Regions from separate parts of the Arachis hypogaea genome. Here region 2 is linked to region 1. The links are chromatin contacts, called in public Hi-C maps. All regions are on one chromosome and are shown on one strand. The core of a region is the stretch at or near the end of the contact, and the rest is flanking DNA. Distances in the headings are between cores, read along the strand shown.

The links. Hi-C and Micro-C count contacts between places; a contact is called where the count stands out from the background.
Region 2: a Hi-C map of leaf shows a contact between it and region 1, with 2.1 times the contacts expected there. The contact joins the promoter of LOC112715972 here to the promoter of LOC112715965 in region 1. A contact is called at or near these places in 2 of 8 Hi-C or Micro-C datasets (both in leaf).

Annotation. Positions count from the first base shown.
Region 1 is chr10:93,786,390-93,791,825 of arahy.Tifrunner.gnm2.J5K5, reverse strand. LOC112715965 (two-component response regulator ARR14) reads right to left here and starts at 4,038. Exons shown (of 6, transcript XM_025767806.3): 1 at 3,014-4,038; 2 at 2,771-2,917; 3 at 2,089-2,487; 4 at 1,898-1,974; 5 at 575-1,792; 6 at 1-296. The coding sequence starts at 3,143. The coding sequence ends at 225.
Region 2 is chr10:94,184,962-94,190,680 of arahy.Tifrunner.gnm2.J5K5, reverse strand. LOC112715972 (transcription initiation factor TFIID subunit 4b) reads right to left here and starts at 2,889. Exons shown (of 15, transcript XM_025767814.3): 1 at 2,613-2,889. LOC112715971 (a long non-coding RNA gene) reads left to right here and starts at 4,954. Exons shown (of 2, transcript XR_003160102.3): 1 at 4,954-5,263; 2 at 5,710-5,719.

The sequences.
Region 1 (5,436 bases), core at 2,789-5,288:
AGGAAATTTTCAACGACATGACCGACTCCATTAAGGCATATTGTCGGGAATGGACAACGACAACAGAAAGCCCTTAACAAAAAGAAAGAAACCTAAGACAAGTTACAGCCTACGGAAAGAAAGATACAAAGACAAAACTGTTTAAACATGATGACCGATAACCCCGTCACAATACGAAATTCACTAACAAGAATGGCATATATATGTACTTGTCAAACTTGCTCTCACATTGATATGCCACCAGAATAATTATCACAAATGAAGCCTCCATCCAATATTTTCATCTCATCTTGCTCCTGCATCACACCAACACACACTGAATATGTCAGCATACTGGCAGTTAGTTATTCTTAGCCAAATTAATGAAATCCGTGGCACATTTTAATCTATTACAAATTAAGGGTATATTTAGTTAGGGGTAAAAATGACTTGAAATTTGCATAGATATGCTTTATAGGGAAACAAGAAGCAAAAGAAACAGAATATTACTAAGTCTCATGTAGGGAAATACGAACCAAAAGCAAACTTCTATAGGGATCCTTCAATCTTCACTATAATGCATAGATGTTGTTACCTGTTTCATCATTGAACTGACCAAGTCTTCCAGGGAACCAACATTATTAGAGAAGTTACCCTGCTGAGACTTCTGCTGGTTCATGATATTCACCTGATGCGGTTTCAATGAGGTCCCTTTCGCTAACTTTGTCATCGCATCGCGCTTCATTTGCAAGCTATCACCATAATTAAACTCCAAGTTTCTGTGTAAGGTTGAGTTTATTGTTGTGTGACCAACAGAACTCGAACCTGGGGCCACAGTGTTTATTGTGTTACAAACAGCATTTGAATGGTAGCTAGCATCTTCATTGCGATCATCCCAACCTTGAAATGGCACATCACTATTGCTTACATGACCAGTTCTATTAGCTAAAATCACAGCTTGGGAGTGTGTATCTATCAACGAATTGTAGGACTGGTTAGGCAGCAAAGAGATGGATGAAGAAACACTCAGATTCCCTTCTTGCAAGGGTAAAGAAGCCATGTTATCTGTAGCAGGTATTGCCGTCTGTCTAAAACTTTCGCTTGAAGGGTAAGAACCGGTCTGGATCCCAGATGATTGCACAGCACTAGACCAATTATCACTGTATCTACCTTGATCCAGCAAAGAGAATGGGAGTTCTGAATGTTGGGAAGGTACCGAAGAAGATAAGTTTTCGTATTCTAAAACCCCTTGTGTGTCTTGTGGCCGTGCTTCCAACATCAAGGCATTGTTTGAGCTACCAAGAAGCGGGGGATGCGCGCCGGATGCTACTCTTGATTGTGGATCCGGGAGTTTATTTGAGACAGGAAAATTTGTTTTAGCATCAATACCAGTGGTCAAGTTCTGAACAGGAATAACACCCTTATTGTGTTGCAATGGATCAAGCCCCATAGGCACCTGCATTCCATGAACACCATTCTGATTAACAGGAACAATGGACGACCGATACTTCAGCTGCTCAACAGTTGAGCTGTTTAGATTCTGTGATTGACCCAAGTGAAATGCTCCTGAAGAAGGGAATCCATGCACATTCAATCCAGCAGGAGTGTTCAGTCTGCTAACCATCCCATTCGGCGGAAAGGACCTGAAAGCATTGTTAGGAAACTGTCCCGAGCCACTCAATGCTTGCAAATGTCCAACGCCACTCAGAGAACCCATTCTCAAGTAGGATGGATCTGCACTCCCTAGGGCCGCCACCATATTCGCCTGTTGGTTCGCTACACAGCTGATTCGTTTCAGATAAAGCCTATATTTCTACAGACAATGTGTAACCGGTAAATAGTATGCAAATGATGACAAGGTTCATGTTATATTAAACTATACCAAAAAGAAATAATAATAAAGGGCAACAGAAATTGCCTGGAGATGGCTCGCCACATTTTCCCTCGTCAGTTTGTCAACATTCATCAAATCAAGAATCTTCTTAGGTACAGCCTCTGCCAAGTAAACAACATTATTTCAGCAATGGGAAAATCATCATAATAATTCCGAACAAAATAGTCATATCCTGATTGATGAAATGAGAGTAAAATTATAGCTGAACAACATACTGTCAATGCCTAACTGATTAACAGCAGCAACAAACTTGCGGTGAAGCTCCACAGACCAAACAACACGAGGCTTCTTCTGGGCCGAAGGATCCTCATTGTCATGGCCATTATCTTGCTCCTCATCTTCTTCATCATCCTGATCCTTCCTTTTCTTATTCAGCTTCCCATTTTGTTCTGAATTTCCTGTTCCTGCTGAGCCTAGCACATTGCCGCCCTCCGAACTAGGCTTGTCGGAGTTCCTGGTTTTGTTCTTCTCCTTCGAATCAAACTTCTTTCTCCTAATCACATGCTGCCAAATGTTCTTGAGCTCTTCAATTCTCACAGGCTTTAGTAGATAATCACAAGCTCCATGAGAAATCCCCTTCATCACAAGCTTTGTATCACCATTTGCGGACAACACTATATTCAACAAACATTTCATACCCATCAAATGTTTGCCACACAATCACTCAAAAGCAATTGAAAATAACTTGAAACAGATTTTTAATTAACGCTTGACCTCCTTATCTTAGTTTAATATTTAGAATGAAAAGGACTAACCCTATTACACAAAAAAACTAGAAAACCAAACCCTAATTATTGGTTTTTAACTTTGTAACTAATTGGATTGATAATCATATAAAAAATAGGGCAAGAATGAATTGGTGAAGATTGGCATTAAGACTAAGAAATCCCCACATACTTATGACAGGTAGGTCCATTTCCAGTCCCACAAGCTCAAGAAGCTTAAATCCATCCATGTCTGGCATGTGCACATCACTTATTACAAGGTCAAACTTGTTCTCTCTCAACAGCTTCAATGCCTTTATTGCTTGGCTAGTTGTGGTAACTGCAAGAACACCATCAACCATCCAATCTATCTGTTATTATTATGTGACAAAATCTAGTAGAACAAAGCAAGAATCAAAAGAAAAGGGAAGCTAACCATGATATTGACATCTTCTGAGAAGAGTTTCTAGAACCATTAGGCAAGTGGGGTCATCATCAACTGCAAGAACACGCATTCCTTTGGGGAACTGATCACTGCTATCATCAACACCATTCTCCATGGTCATCTTTTCTTCTTTCCTCTAACAAAACGAACCAGAGTTATCGATAAAGCTTCTTGCTTTTATGGATCTAGAACAAAATGGAGGAGAGGAGGGGAAACACTGGTCAAAAAGAATAAAAATTGGATTTTTATTGTTGAAGGAATAGGCATATAAGGAAAAGAAGAGGGTGAGAACCAAAGACTAACAAAAAAAAGGAAACAAGTTAATGAAAAGGTTTGTGTCTTTTTGTGCATATATATGTGCCTGTGAATGTGTGTGAAGCTGTGGAATCAGAAAGTGAAAGAAACAGGTAACTATCTATGGAAAATTGGACTGTATAACAATCATAGATAAATTCAAAATTTGATTATTATTATTAAGTGTGATGAGAAGTTGATGAAAATGAAGATGATGCTTTCATCCATCACTGTGAAATTCATAAAATTTTATCAACTATCAAACAAGGAATCTAAATAATTAGTTACCTAATTTGTGCACATTAAACGTTATACTATATAATATTACCAAATATAATTCATATATTTATCTGGATTTAATTTCCTCAATTTACTCCTCAAATCTAATATTTCTCTTTTTTTCTCCTCAAATATTAATTACTAGCAGATGTTAAAACAGTTTAAATTATTATTATGAACAATCTATAATGGTATTAGGCCCCATCATCTTTCAACTTTGGCACAGGCATGTAGAAAGAATCAGAGGGAAGTGGATGCTGATGATGATGCAAATATGCAATTCAAAGTTTGTGGTGCAGCCAAGGAATGAATGAGGCAAAAACCAGCGCGTGCTTGTCACGCGCTTAAACGTAAACTGGAAAAGTGGAGAACCGAATCCAATCAGAATATTTTCCCATTCGTTGGACACTGTTTGGATAGAAAATGACTTCTATAACTTGATTAACTTCTACTTACATTTGTTTTAATCTTTTATGTAATATGATAGAAAGCAGAATAAATTCATTTTCTTACCTTTAAATGATTATTAGTATCATCACTTAAAATTGCATGTTAAATTGTTGAATTGATTTATTACTTTCCTCTTCTTTTTTCTTTCTTTTTTATTTATTTATTTTTTTGGTTTTTTTGATATTTCGAAATCCGACATGATAATGATTAATTCGTCATGGACCTAAGACTGACAAATGGAGTTAAATCTGCCGGGCCAATCCGTATAACCTGATAAAAAAGGTAGGTCGGACTGAAAAATTAGGACTGCTAAAGAACAAAAGCCCATCTAACCTGTACTGCTTAAACCACGTGTTTTGGCGGGGTCGAACGGGCTTCCCCGCCGGGATTATTTTTTTGGCAAAGAGGTATTTTTGCAATTTTTTTTGGCCAAAATCCAACTTCTTTTAATCCAATTTACAAGAGTATGAAGATGAAAATTGAGAGTTTTGGATTATATTTATGTTATTTTGGAGAATATATTTATAATTATGTTTTTGGATTATGTTTATTTTACTTTGGAGATAATATTTATAATTACAAAGACTTTAATATTTGTGAATATAAAAATATAATTTTTTATATTTTTAGAAATTATAAATTTATTAATATGATTGTGAAATTATATATATTATTTAATAATTAATAGTTAAAAAAATAGAGGAGATTTGGCGGGTCTAGTCTGCAAACTCGCCAACCTGTAGTTAAGCGGGACGGAGTGAAATTTTAGAACCGCCTCATTAAGCGAAGCAGACCAATCCGCCAAAAGACAGGTTTCTGACGGGGCAGAGCGAGACAGGACGGACTTCCCCGCTTGCCATCCCTACGTGGACTTAATTTGCGATATTTACTTAAGTTAACAAAAACTAGTCCAAATTGATTTTTTTTTTCATTCTAAAAGCTAATAGAATGTCCTTGTAATTAAAATTTTGAAAGTTACTACTAATATATAAGATCCTGTCATAAAAGTGACCAGATTAGGATCAACACTCAATAGGGTCGACAAATGTTTTTTCATTTTTTCTTCTTTGAAGTTGATATAGTATTTTTTTTTACACGACTTGTATTTTGGTCAAAGTTACAAACCTTCAGGAAATGCTAAAACCCAACATAGCTTTCTTTCAAAATCGTTGTTAATTATAAATGGAGTTATGAATGACCTTTTTATCTATTTATAATTAATAATTTATTCACGTGAAAAACACTTGTCTGCCTGCGCCTACATATATCATAGACATAGACAACAACATCACCTTTTAAAGAGGGGAGGGTTTGGTGGAATTAGAGAGATAGATTATAATAGATAATGACTTATCAAATAATAATGATGATAATCTCATTAGTGAAAATAA
Region 2 (5,719 bases), core at 1,640-4,139, 400 kb before region 1:
CGCAACAAAAGGGAAAATGAATGGGGATAATTAATGGTAAAATACAATGTTCTGAAAACCGGACCGGTCATCAAACCGCTTTAGTCACTGGTTCATTGGTTCAACCGGAAAACCCGTTTTAAAATAAAATAATAAATAAATTACAAAGGACCAAAGATGAGAGTACTCCAAAAACTCCTATTAGATGCAACAGCATTCAACATTATCACATGTTCTCACACACACATACAAAGCCTTAACTCAAAGAACAACCATAGCAAGTGACTTGGAAAGAAAATGTAAACACCGAAACAATCACAAGCATACACAACATGTGAATATTTTTATAGCAAACAATAATAAAATAACTCTTCTAATGCGTCTCCGAAAACATCCCAAATCAAGAAAACTACATAATCTGATCCACTTGATTCAGAAAGCTACATATATTAGAAAAATTAAGAATCAACTAAAAGAAAAAGAAAAGGAAGGCCAGGTTGATTCGATTCAATTGCCTGAGAAGAAGAATCAAACAGGGCTGAGAAGCTGAGAGTTTAAATGTTAAACCTCAATATTCAAATAACATGACTCCATTATTGTTATTATTACACCCTTCTAATGTCACAAACTCAATATATATTATAGTCCGTTGACACTTGTGCATTCACAACTTGGCCTCATCATTCTGATTCATACCTTAAGTAGAAGAAAAAATCCCAATCAGCTTTCGTTACAATTTTATCCAGAGAGTTGGGGTTTTGGTTCGGAGTTCATGCCGATGATGATGACAAGAGGGATGAATCCGTGAATCAGTAACATAGGCAGTGCAAATTTTAACAAAGCTCATCACAATGATTAACAACAACAAAAAGCACTGAAGGAACAGTGAATCAGTAATATAGGCAGTGCAAATTTTAACAAAGCTCATCACAATTATTAACAACAAAAAGCACTGAAAGAACAGTGAATCAGTAACATAGGCAGTGCAAATTTAATATTTAAAAGTTATCAATTTAAAATTTATCATCAAATCATGGTTCTAAGAACCGGACCGATCATCGAACCGTTTTACTCACTGGTTCACTGGTCCAACCGTAATTCAACCGAAAAAACCGTTTTAAAATAAAATAATAAATAAATTATAGAACAACTCTCTTCAACACAATAAAAAAAATCAATAAATCAACACAATAAAAATGATAGAATATGTGTATTGCTATAATATAAAATTACAAAACATGTCTACTAGCATGTTACTTATTATTATGACTGCCTCTATCACCAGTTCATTGTGTTGATGGTTTTCAATGCTGCAAGCTACTCCACTCCTAACTTTGAGCTGCTCCCTAATAAAGTTTCAAGTAGAAATTTCAGAACATTTTAATACTATGGCTCAAAACATATTCAAGCTTGAGGTGTGTGCATGTATTCAATGAAATCAAAGCAAAACTAACTGTGAGAAGAACATTAAACTTACTCGTGGTTTTTATAGAAAGCATTCCATCTGTTTTACAAGCTTCAAATATAAACAGCTCAAATGCTCATCAATAAAATATGAAAATTATGTAGATGTTTTTCCTCTCTAAAATGAATAGTCCAATTGTTAAGTTATTCCAGTTGTCAATATCATTGTTAGAAGAAAATCTCAGCTTGAAATCAACCTATTATACATCAAACTCCAAAAGATTATCAATTTTAACCCAATTTTAACAAGATCAGCACAATGATTAACAACAACAAAAAAAGCATTGAGTGAGGTAATGAGCACAAAATCAAGAAACTTTAATAAAATTTAACATCAGAAAAAAAGCAAGAACAAGCCAATAACAGTTTATCAGTACCAATTTAGCATCAATCAATAAGCCAGTAACAGAGTTCATTAATCAAGAACAGGCTAGAACAAGCCAGAGTAGTGAGCAAAGCCAATCAAGTTTTTAACATAGTTTTCACAAGGTTAACACAAAAATTAACATGCTTTAACAAAGATTTACAAAGTTTTTAACCCAATTTTAACAAGCTCAGCACAATGATTAACAACAAAAAAGTCCTAAATGAGGTAATGAGCACAAAATCAAGAAACTTTAACAAAATTTAACAACAGATAAAAAAAAGCCAAGAACAAGCCAGTAACATTTTATCAGTACCAATTTAGCATCAATCAATAAGCCAATGATTAACAAGCTCAGCACAATGATTAACAAAAAAAAGGCACTGAATGAGGTAATGAGCACAAAATCAAGAAACTTTAACAAAATTTAACAACAGACAAAATAGCCAAGAACAAGCCAGTAACAGTTTATCCGTACCAATTCAGCATCAATCAATAAGCCAGTAACAGAGTTAATTAATCAAGAATAGGCTAGAACAAGCCAGAGTAGTGAGCAAAGCCAATCAACCAAGAACAAGCACTAAGCACTGACAGAGCATCCAATTAACTCAAGCACAAAGTAAAAAACAAAACAGCAACACATCACTTAATCAATAATCATCAATCAATGAAAAACAAAACACCAACTGTGAGTATTAAAAAACGACGATCACTAACCATCGAAGAACAGGCATGAAGAGGGTTTGGTTTCTGAACAGACAACAAAAAAAAACACGAAGAACAAGCACTAGCAGTGAGCATTGACCTTCGACGGACGACGGAGAGCGGTTGAGCGCAACGGACGACGGCGAACAGGCGACTGATGAGAGCGAACAGGGGATGGAGAGCGAACAGGGGATGGTGAGAGCGAAGTAACGAACGCCGATAGCACGAAGACGGAAGTTCTTGAGTGCGACGGAGGCGGCAGCAGCAGTCTCTCACTCCGACAGACGGCGACAAGATTGGTGGAGGCTAGGGCATTTTGCTGATGACTAAGGAAGGAGTTGGAGAAGGGAGCCAAACGTGCAACCCCTTTTTTCCTTTCAACAAAGGAAACGGCATCGTTTCTTGTAGACCGGCCGGGACCCGGTCCGGTTTGACCAGCCGATTCTTGGCCAGCTCAGCGGTTTGTATCCAATTTCCAGAACAGCAGTTTTTGCTAATAAATCGAACCGCCTAAACTATCGGTTCGCGATTAGACCGGTTCGCGGTTAGACCGGTTCGATCGATCAGTCCGGTCTGATTTTTAGAACATTGCATCAAATACAATCAGTGAGCAAAGCCAATCAATCAAGCAATGACTCAGTATTCTATTCTAATTCTGTGATTGGTCAGCAACAAATTTAACAAATCCTAGTAAAGTCACGATTTTAAGGAAAACAACAAATTTATTGATTACTAATTCAGCAACACGCAAAAATATAGGGAGGTGGAAAATCTGAAAAAGAGAGAACACTAAACTAAAATATTAACCAATAATCACAAAACACTAAACCTTCACCCAACAATTACAAACAAAGCCAGCAATTACAAACATTAGCACATTATAAAACATTCCAAAACACTAAACCTTCACCCAACAAAACCAGCAACTACAAACAAAGCCATCAGTAAATTTGAACAAAAAAATTAAGAGCCATCAGCAACTAACAAAGTCATCGAGCCATCAGTAACAGAGCAAAGAATCGAAAGCAACAGACTAATAAAGCCATCAATAAATTTGAAAAAAAATTATAGCCATCAGCAACCAGCAAATACAAGACAGATCCATCAGCAGCAGGCAATTACAATTTACAAAACATTACAAGAAAAATGAAACAAAAATTGAACAACAATTTCAGAACTTCAAACGAAGAAGAAGACCGAACATTCAGAAATTAAAAGGAAGAAGCAGAGGCAAAAAATGAAAGCAGGGCCACTAACCTGGGTTCCGTGCCGAGAAGCCAGCAAAGATGAAAACAATGTGCCGAGCTACCTGGGGAAGAGGAAGATGAAAACAACGTGCTAGCGAATATGAAAACGACACGAGGAAGAGGAAGCAGCGACAGCACTGAAGACCTGGGGACGGCAGCGACGATGAAGAGCTAGGGTTTTTCTTTGCTTCAGAGGTCTCCATGGAGTGCACGAATGATTAGGTGAAGAAAGGGGGTTGGTTCAAGAATGGTCCTGCTTGTTTTGTTTTGTTTTTTTATTCCAAATAAACAAAATGACGTCGTTTTATTTGAACCGGCCGACTACCAATCCGGTCCAATCAGCCGGTTCGATGGTTTTCAAGTGATTTTTTTCAGCGGTTATAATAGCAAATTGGACCTTTTTATTGCCGAGTCCCAGTCGAACCGGTTCGACTGGTCGGTCCGATTCGGTTTTTAGAACCATGGTAAAATAGGGTATTAGCTACAACGAGTAAGATAACAACCGACCAAATTAGGGAAAAGAAAAAAAAGGGAAAAATAGAACAGAAAAAAGGGGGAAAAGGATCAAAGGAGAGAAGTGAAGAATCCCGTTCAACAAGAACCAACACCAAAACGCGCAAAGTATTGAACAGTGGCGTTCACACAGAGAAGATGCAAAAGCATGGCATCAACCTTCTTCTTTTGTTAAGTTTAAGCGGTTTATAATATTTTTCGAGTTTAACAGATTCTCTCGGTTCTTTCTTGCGTTAACGAGTACGATTTTTCATTAAAAATGCAAAAATTTTAGAATTTTAATTCATTTGTTTTGTATTTATTAAAAATATGTTTAAAATTATTTACTACTCCTATATTAGCTAAATCTTAAAAAAATATAGAATAGTAAATATAATGGATTATAAAAGCTAGCTATTTATAAAAGAGTTTAAAATCTTACAAAACTATTTTTAAGGTATTTAGTTTCATATGTGAGGTTTTTTAAAGTATTAATCTCCTAAAACTCATAATATAGCTTTTTCATTAAAACTTGATATTTCTTGATATTTCGATAACATTTTAGTATAGTATTATATTGGATTATTAGCTCTTTACTATTGGGCTTTTGGAATGAGAACATAGGTCTAAGAATCCCAAATAAGGCCCACAAAATGGGTCACAAAAAAAAAGTCCCACAAAATGGTCTTATTATTGCTTTGGTGCTGATTGTTTTTTATTGCGCGCCCTAAACAGCACAAGTTCAAAGAAATGGCTCCAATTTACAGCTCTGTACGAAAAAAACCGAACTCATTTCGTTGTAAGATGAAACGAGATGAGGCTCCAATCCCAACAAGATTAAAGCTTCATCCGAGAGAAAGAGAGAGAAGAGAGAGTGTGTGTGTGTCCTTCTTAGTTATGAAGTTAGGTTTGAAGCTTTGTGTAGCACTGTGGCTTCTTCCTTCTTTGTGGTTTCTGCGAATTTGAGCTCTTCGAAAGTTTCCATCGGTTCCTCACATTATTACTTACACAAGTTAGTTGCGACTACTCACTCCATTCATGTTGCTATTGTCATTTCCCATTTTGATTTTCGCTTAACCTGGTTCGAGTTTTGCAACTGGGTATTATGCTCTCCATGTGTTCGATGAATTTCCTCAGTGACACTTAGGCTCTTTTGCATATTAATCAAATATCTCTATGTTAGACATGCTATTACTAGTATATCAATAGGCATGTTTTTGAAAAATAATAAATTTTGAAATTAGTTGAGATGAAACCTCTTTATAACTTAATTAAGGGGTCTTGGTTCATGTCTTGAAAATAGCCAAAAAAAATATCTTTTATGGATTATATATAATAAAAGGTATTTTAGTAAAACAAGTTGTGCACCAACTCAATAGATTATTATTTAGTGAATTTAAAAAAATTACTTTTTTGTGCAAAATTAGTAGAAATGATCGAATTGCATTCTTCTATTAGGGCAGTTAGG